Linked DNA regions of Sus scrofa: region 2 is linked to region 1. The links are chromatin contacts, called in public HiChIP or PLAC-seq maps. All regions are on one chromosome and are shown on one strand. Each heading gives the region's core, a stretch centred on a gene start, on an enhancer-like site or on the middle of the called end of the contact. The rest is flanking DNA. Distances are from core to core; before and after follow the strand shown. Region 1 has its middle 4.8 kb from the start of HES1. Region 2 has its middle 48 kb from the start of CPN2.

Region 1 (3,967 bases), core at 1,239-3,738:
GCTGAGAAGGTCAACAGATTCCTTCTGCCAAGGAACAGCTAGTTAGACTCCCAAGTGGAGCCTGAGTCCAGATGATTAACACCAGACATATGTTTTTGATAAGTTTCTGTGCTTGGCTCTAATAGAGAAAGCATGTGGGGGCCGTGCTGGCAAGCACACAAGCCATCTTCCCCTTTTAATACAAACAGCAAGCGACCCCTTTGCTTGGTCATGCCCCATTTCCAGGCAAGATGTGGGCTCCAGATAGAAGCAAAAGGGTTGTCTCGGGTTTCAGCTCACATAACCCTCCTTAACAAGTCCTAACTCAAAGCGGACAGCTTTAAACTGTGCCAGGATCTGCAGGGAATTTCTTCCAAATCCCATCACAAAGGCTTGTCAGATTTTGTCAGATTTGGCCAGGTGTTTGACTGCATCCAGGTGTTGGGGAAATGAAAACCACGAGCCCTGCGAGACCAGACACATCAGCCGCGCTGTGGGTCTGGCGGGCTCTCCCTCCTCCCCCACCGCCCACCGGTCCTCCTCCCGGCCCTGGCCCCTCCCTCGGCCTCCCCTCACCCCCCTTCTTTTGGAAGGGCTTCTGGGAGGAGAAGGATGAGGCGGGAGAGATCAATCTTTGAAGCCTTCCTAACAAAGATAAAGCCAACGATTTTCTGTCTTGTTTCAAAAGCTTTACCTCTCCCCCGCCTAGCTGGCCTTTCCCACAGGCCACTGAGAAGAGCCGCTCTATCACAGGAATGATCTAGCAGACAGCAGTCAGTTTTCTACTCAAATACCTTCCACCCAGCTTCAGACCCAGAGTGAGAGGTTTAGAAGATGCTTTTAAAAATGTGGCTCCTACTCGCCTCATTTTATGTCTATGAAAGTTGTCCAACATACTCCCCCTACCCCCCAAGAAATGCGCGCGCGCACACACACACACACACACACACATACACACACCCTTCTTTATCATATCATTTTTCTGCCATTTCCCTATTGTTTAAACACAAACGTATTAACGTTTGCTCTTTTAAGACATTCAACCCAAGCTCAAAGGCTTCATTTGGTAAATCTGTCCTCTGGCCGCACTGAAAGGGTCTTGGCAGAAATAATGAAGACATCAGGGGCTCATTTTTATAAAAGTGCCTTCATGTTCTTAAAAATTGAAATCACAAGACCAACTCAAAACTAAATCTTTGTCTTTCCTGTTCTGAAGGAAAACAACTGGAAAAATGGATTTTATTAATACCATCAAAAGTACACAGATATGGGGGGTGATAAAGGAAAAGAAGTAAACATTTGTTCATTTGAAAATAATTGGTGGTTTATAAATGGTCTTTTTTCCTGAAATTTGGCTTAAAGCTAGTAGATGAGGTGTGTCTGTACAATATAAAAAGAAAGGGGAGATTGGGGCCCCAATGGGGATTTTCAGGCTCTTGTGCCAGCTCTGCCACCGAATTGACTGTGTCACTTTGGATGAGTCATTTCCCTTCTCTGGGACATTTTCAAGTCCTTAAAACGAATGCGTTTATATCTAAGGTCTTGTGCCCTCCTGCACCCAAGCTCTTTCTGCAGTAATTAGTTGAGGGAAAGAAGCTGCAGTCTCGTCCCCACTCGGATCCCTCTGGCGGGCCTGAACTAATTACACAGCCTCGGGTAGCACCCAGCTGCCCCTCTCCCCCGCCCCCGGGTGGTGCCGATGGCTCCGGGAGATAAGGCGCGGCTCCCAGCTCCACGTCCGGATGCGGGCCGCAGGCCTCAGCCACGGGGCGCATTAGCCTCTCAATGGAGACCCTGGGGGCCCCGGCGCCCCGCCGCCCTTCGCAGCATCCGGAGCTGGAAAGGCGCTGAACTGGAAGAGGGGGGCTCTCCTGGGTGTGGACGGGAGCCTTCTCTTGGCGGTAATGCCGCGGCTGGGAGGCGCGCCCCATTCCACCCTCGTGTTGCTGGAGTGGGGACCCAGGGGTTAAGCCGGACCCCCTCATCGTCACTGCCGACCCGGGAAACCTGTCATTAAAGTCAATTAACTTTTCCCACACCCCTTGGCCGGTAACAACCCGCTGCTAGCTTCCTCCCCGGCTCCTAAGTGCAACCAGATGGGCGGCCGAGCTGCCCCCGCCGCGCGCCCGCCGAGGCCGCCGGGGGTTTCAGGGAGGCCGCCGGGGCCCGCGGCCCGGGCGGGGAGCAGGCCGGGGCGGCCACGCCGGGCCAGCCCCGGCGGCCCTGCGGCCAAGGTGGTTTGCTTAGCAGGCCCGGCTGCTTTCTGGCAGGAAATGAATAGCTCCCAGATGAGCTCAGGCAACCTGAGAGGTCGTGAGAACGGCGCGAACCCCCGCCTGTGCAGCCGGCAGCCTGCCAGGCCGCGGGGGGAGCGGGCGGCGGCGGCGGCGGCGGGAGGCCGGGAGGCCCGGCGGGCGGGCGGGCGGGCGGCGGCGGCTGGGGGAGAGGGAGGAGGGAGCCGCTGACACACGAGCCCGCGCCCGCTCCCGCTGACAGGCAGGCAGCCGCCCGCGCCCGGCCTCCTCCCCCGCTTCCCCGCCCGGGGCCCCAGCGCCTCCCAAGCAGCAGGCCCTTAGCCGCAGAAAGGCGGCCGCCCGGCCCGCCGGGCCCGGGGGTGGGGCCGCCTGCCAGTGTTTTTCCAGTTCCCCCGGTAGCTCCGGGCCGCATTTAGAAGCCGGGAAACTGGGCCGAGGCCAGTGTCGGGGCAGCAGAGGCCCTCGGCGGCCGTGGGAGCCCTGCCAAGCGTCAGGCCGGGCCCAGGAGGGAGGGGTCTGGCGGGGGCAGCGGGGCAGAAGCGGCTCAGCCCACGGCCTTGGCCCCTAAAACGAGCCGCCAGAGAGCCGCTGGGGACTCCCTAAAAAAATGAGTCTCATCCCAAGCACCTACTAAGTGCCGGGCAAGCCACTGCAAGCGCTGGAAAGATAAACTCCTAAGTCTCACCGGGCTCCTGCCCTCCCTGAACTCTCGGTTTAGCTGAGGAGATAGTTGGACATGCAAGTGACTCTGAACTCTCGGTTTAGCTGAGGAGATAGTTGGACATGCAAGTGACTCATGCCCACATGATGCGGCAAGTGCCAAAAAAGAAGTTTCAACAAAGGGCACCTAAGAACAGAGAGATTCTGATTTGAAAGGAAACCAGGTAAAGTTTTCAGAGAGTTGGCGAAGGATGGGTGCAACAGGAAGAGATGGGAAGGAAAGGGGAGGGAAGACACGGAGAGAGGTAAATATGTAAGTCCAGTTTGGGGGAATTTCAAGACGTTTGCCATGGTTGTATGGAATATTTCAATTATATAAACTAGCTTAGAGGTCAAAGTTGAGGGCCATGTTGTCTGCTTCAGTCCTTGGAGTACCCAGAGGGTAAAAGCACATGATCTGGCTTCAGGAAACTTAGGTTGTAGTTCAGGCAAATTACTTCCCATCTCTGTGCCTCGTTTGTATCCGGCGGCTCACGGTATTTCATAGGGTTGTTTGGATGAAATGAGTGAATGCAGGCAAAGCATTCAGAATAGCGCTTGGCACATAAGCCCTCAATGCATGTCAGCTATTATGATTCCTAAACCACGGTGAGGAAGGTTAACCAAACGGGAAAGCCAGGCCTGGCCTTTGCCCAGTGATTTCAGGAGCTGCTTGTAATTGCACCAGGCCCCATGTGAAAACACCACTGCTTCTTCCCTAGATTCTGAATTTCACGTGTTCATTCAATAATTATTGAACCAAGCACCATGGAAACAAAGGGAGAAGAAAGGCATGATCTCTGTAGCTATAAAGCTCGCAGTTTAATAGGCCAGACAGACGGATAAAAAAAAAAATTTAATGGCTCTGTGTTAAATACCATAAAAGAGAAGTAGTGTATACTGGTGATACAAAAGGTGACACATTGTAACAGTTAACTTTTTGGACCTCTGAATGATGATGAGTCTTTGCATAAATTTTTGTGACCATAGTAAGTGCTGGTATAGTAAATAAACAACACATCAGATTCCACCCA
Region 2 (4,118 bases), core at 282-2,781, 150 kb after region 1:
CATGGCACATAGAAGTTCCCAGGCCAGGGGGTCAAACTGGGACTGTAGCTGCCAGCCTACACCACAGCTCATGGCAATGGCGGATCCTTAACCTACTGACCAAGGCCAGGGATCAAACCCCACGTTCTCAGGGATACTAGTTGGGTTCCTTACCACTGAGCCACTATAGGAACTCCCAAATTAAGGAATTTTAGAGCCGAGAGGGAGTTCAAAACGAATCTCCCCAATCCATTTTCTTTAGGAATATTTTAAAGGAATAAAATTAACTATTGTTAGCTCAGCATCTCAAATGGGTTCTTTTTGAGAAATGTCAAGAAACAGATCTGGTAGCAGCACTTAAAAATAAACAAAGTACACCATTAAAAGATAAAGAAATGCTATTTTAAATTTTCATTCATTATGATTTATTGCCTGAATCTCCCCATAAAAAAGAGGGCCATGGTATGCCAACATCACGTTTCTGCTTTTGTCATGGGAATGGAATGTCTTTTGAACTGCTAAAGTAGATAATTTCAAGCCTGGAAGAAAAACAAGGGAGGGGGAAGGGGGAATGTAAGGGGGGAAAAAAAAGATCCTCCCATTTCCCAATAATTGCAAAGGCCAGGAATGTGCCATAGTGGCACTGAGGACCACGCGGCGAGGCGCCGGCTTTCAGTGGCGCAAGCGCCTCAGTCCCCTGGTGCCAGACCTGGGACTGGGAAGCCTATTCGGCCAGCTGCCCAGGACCCAGAGGCATTTGCGCCTTCCTGCGTCGGAGAGCAGTTTTCGTCTTTGTCGTTTTAAAGTTGGCCCCCGGGCCCCTCTGGGCAGCGCGCGCCTTGCGTGCGGAGCCGCGGCCCTCGCTGCGTGCGGAGGCTCCAGCCCGGCAAGGCGGCTGGAAAGGCCTCTCGAAAAGGGGCGTTCCGCTCGGCCCTCGGCGCCGCCGGCCTTCGTCGCCACCGGCCCGCACGGGGACTGAGGAAGGGGCTTTTTAAAGGGTTTCCCGGGAACAAAGGGGGCCCTGGCTCCCGGCTTCATTACCGGCTCCTCGGCCACACCAGCCGGCCCGCCCCGAGTCCGCCCCGCCGCGGCCACCCGCGGCCCCGCCCCACTCCCCAGCCCTCCCGCTCGCTCCTCTCCTCCCCGGCCCCCACACCCAGCCGGAGCTCCGGGCTCGCAGGAGCCTCCTGCCCCAGGAAATGCGCCCACCCCAGCGTCCTTTTCCCAGTGGGGAAGCTCTCCCGGCTTGAAGGAGAGGGAAGGAATTGGCCTAAACCGCCTTGAAGGGGCCACGTTTAAAAGATCCGGGCCCTAACTCTTGCCTGACCGCTCTCCTCTGCCATCGGCCAGGCTAAACAGCCTGGGCAGACCACAACCGGGAGTGGGCCATCCCAGGGCCAAGATTTTGACGCAAAGTAGACATTAGTGTGACCTCAGACATACTCTCTGGGCCTCTTGTTACGCAAAAATGGAGAGAGGCCGTTTTGAGGGTGAGTAGTAATGTCTGCAATTCTCTCTGTAGTAGGTGGTGATGAAATCCTGATTATAGTGTCATTAGAGCGTGGAACCAACAGCACCTAAGGGCAGCTGCTTTGGAAAGTGCCTCTGAAGTGACGGGGCGGGAGGGGTGGGGGGTGCGGTAACAAACTGCAGGCTCCTTCCCCTGAAAGAATGCTTGCTGCAGCCTCCCTATCCTGCTGCTCCCCCTCTCCCCCACCAAGCCCTTCTTCAGAGGGACCTCCGGAGCCTGTGACAAGCCCTTTAGGCAGGCGCTCCCTCAGAGTCAAATCCAGAGTCTTTGGAGAATGGCCCAGAGGCATTCCAAGACGCTGTGATGCCTACGGCCGGCAGACAAGCCAAATGGACCATTTTGTGGGAAGCCAGAGGTAATGAGAATAGACAGATCTTCATGGGTGGCAGGAAGGGCAATTCCAGAATGAATCATTGCCACTCTCCTTTCTTGCAGGGGATCTGGCTAGCACCCCACAGGACATGGGTGAAAGAACATTCACCATTAGAATAACAGCACAGCCACACAGGGGAAATTCCCAAAGGACCAAAGAACCACTCCAGTTTTTCAGTGCTGCCCTGGTAGAAGGCTGCTTCTATTGGTGCCTACCCAGAGGGCTGGTGACAACATCGGACCACCAGCCCGGGCAGAACAGGTGGGAAGCACTAACCCACAGGCAGCTGGGGAGAGCTATGCATCCTGTCCACCATCCCAACAGAAGGCCATTCCTTCTCACCTGGGTGATGAGCAGAGGAGCAAACAGCACCTGGAGCTGGGGATCAGAAAACCTCACCCAGATCCCAGCCCACAGCCTGATCAGCACCACCCCAGGAAGCAATGAGGGAAAATGTAGAAGAGGGGTCACCTTGTCCCTTCAGACAGGTTAGTACACTCCTGCTCCTCCTCGCTGTGCATACTGGGCACCAGTGATGCCCATCATTCAAGGAACACCAGCTGTTGCCTTAAAGTCCCCAAAGGACACAGGAAAAGCATTAGATGGGCGTTTCTGGAACACACCATCTTTTCCTTGCTGGACTGATTTCTAGCAGACCTGCCTAATAATTGGTCTAGATGTACTGCCTGCTCTGATGCATAAATATATATATATATATATACACACACACACACATATATATATGTCTTTTGTTATTTTTATATTTTCCTTTTATTTACATTTCCTCCCTATTTTTCCTACAGTGATCATGAGCTAATGGTGAACATTTTTTCAATTATTAAAAAGAAACAGGAACCCACGGAACAGTCTGGGAATTTAGATACCCAGTTAATGAAACGCCTAGTTGAGACTAAAACAGACCTTTTTTTTTTTTGCTTTTTAGGGCTGCACTCGCAGCATATAGAGGTTCCCAGGCTAGGGGTCGAATGGGAGCTACAATAGCCGGCCTACACCACAGCCACAGCAACGTGGGATCCAAGCCGTGTCTACGACCCATACCACAGCTCATGGAAACACCCGATCCTTAACCCACTGAGCAAGGTCAGGGATCTTACCCGCATCCTCATGGACCGCAGTCTTTTTTTGGGTTTGTTAACCACTGAGCCATGAAAGGAACTCCTAAAACAGACTTTAAAACTGCCCAAAGATGTTGAGGTGTTTAGGCACTTGTGTAGGAGCACATGTGGGCCGTGGGTGAGAAAGGGTTGTGTACCCAGTCCTAGACCCCAGGTTCATGCAGCATCTCTACTTGCGTCCTCTCAGACAAGATCACTTCACTTCAGAGAGAGAACCTTGTCCCCAAGACTCCCAGACCAGATGACTGGCAGCCAGTCTGTCCTACACAAAGGGACACTGCCCTGGATGCATCAGGAAGCTTGTGGCAGCATCCTGAGGAAGGCTCAGCACACAAGCTCTTCCCATCTGGGATAGTGGATGGCTGGCACTGGACTGTTGGACCGCTCTTAAAACACTCTTGGTGAGCTGGCCTCAAGCGGGGCGCTGAAGGCCCAGGGTGGATGACGCATTCCTGCCCCGACTCGGGCTGGCCTGGGAAGGAGGTGGAAGGCTTCCCTAATGAGATTCCCAGCCCTGCTCAGTCAACCAGAGGTGGTGAAATTAGCAAGGGCCAGAGACCTTGCTCTGGCTAGAGCAGAATCCTAAGAGTCCTCTTGCAAGAAGACCTGTTTGATCTGGAACAACAAGACCTCAGGATGAGTGGTATTTGTGGGTAGCTGGGGAATTGCTTTGAGGAGGGGGGGAATATGTACATATTCATGCGTGGTCGTTTTAAAAAGTCTGGGGAGGAATCTGCTAAATGCAAATTTTAATTTGATGGAAGTTTCCAAATTATTTCGTGCAACCTCCTATCTTAACTTGATACTTAAATATTAACTGAACTGTTTTTTTGTTCTGTTTTGTTTTGTTTTTGCTTTTTTAGGGCCATGTGGATATTCCCAGGCTAGGGGTCAAATCAGAGCTGTAGCTGCCGGCCCACACCACAGCTACAGCAATGCCAGATCTGAACCACATCTGGGACCTACACTACAGCTCACAGCAATTCCGGATCCTTAACCCACTGAATGAGGCCAGGGATCTAACCTAAGTCATCAGGGATAACAGATGGGTTTGTTACTGTTGAGCCACAATAGGAACTCCTGAAGTGGACTGTTTTTG

What was found. HiChIP or PLAC-seq counts read pairs in DNA pulled down with a chosen protein or histone mark.
Region 2: a contact with region 1 is called in an H3K27ac HiChIP or PLAC-seq map of skeletal muscle. The contact joins two enhancer-like sites. A contact is called at or near these places in 4 of 47 Hi-C or Micro-C datasets (alveolar macrophages, embryonic fibroblasts, mesenchymal stem cells and 1 more) and 2 of 2 datasets of contacts at active chromatin or transcription factors (alveolar macrophages and skeletal muscle).

Annotation. Positions count from the first base shown.
Region 1 is chr13:131,138,798-131,142,764 of Sscrofa11.1, forward strand. No RefSeq gene overlaps it. Among named protein-coding and RNA genes, the nearest start is that of HES1, 4.8 kb to the left of the region's middle. Within about 2 kb of position 2,489, at least 65 of the 83 cell types and tissues checked have an H3K27ac peak or open chromatin away from gene starts, as enhancers often do. A contact at or near this core is called in embryonic fibroblasts and skeletal muscle, where this site is marked.
Region 2 is chr13:131,287,865-131,291,982 of Sscrofa11.1, forward strand. No RefSeq gene overlaps it. Among named protein-coding and RNA genes, the nearest start is that of CPN2, 48 kb to the right of the region's middle. Within about 2 kb of position 1,532, at least 52 of the 83 cell types and tissues checked have an H3K27ac peak or open chromatin away from gene starts, as enhancers often do. A contact at or near this core is called in embryonic fibroblasts and skeletal muscle, where this site is marked.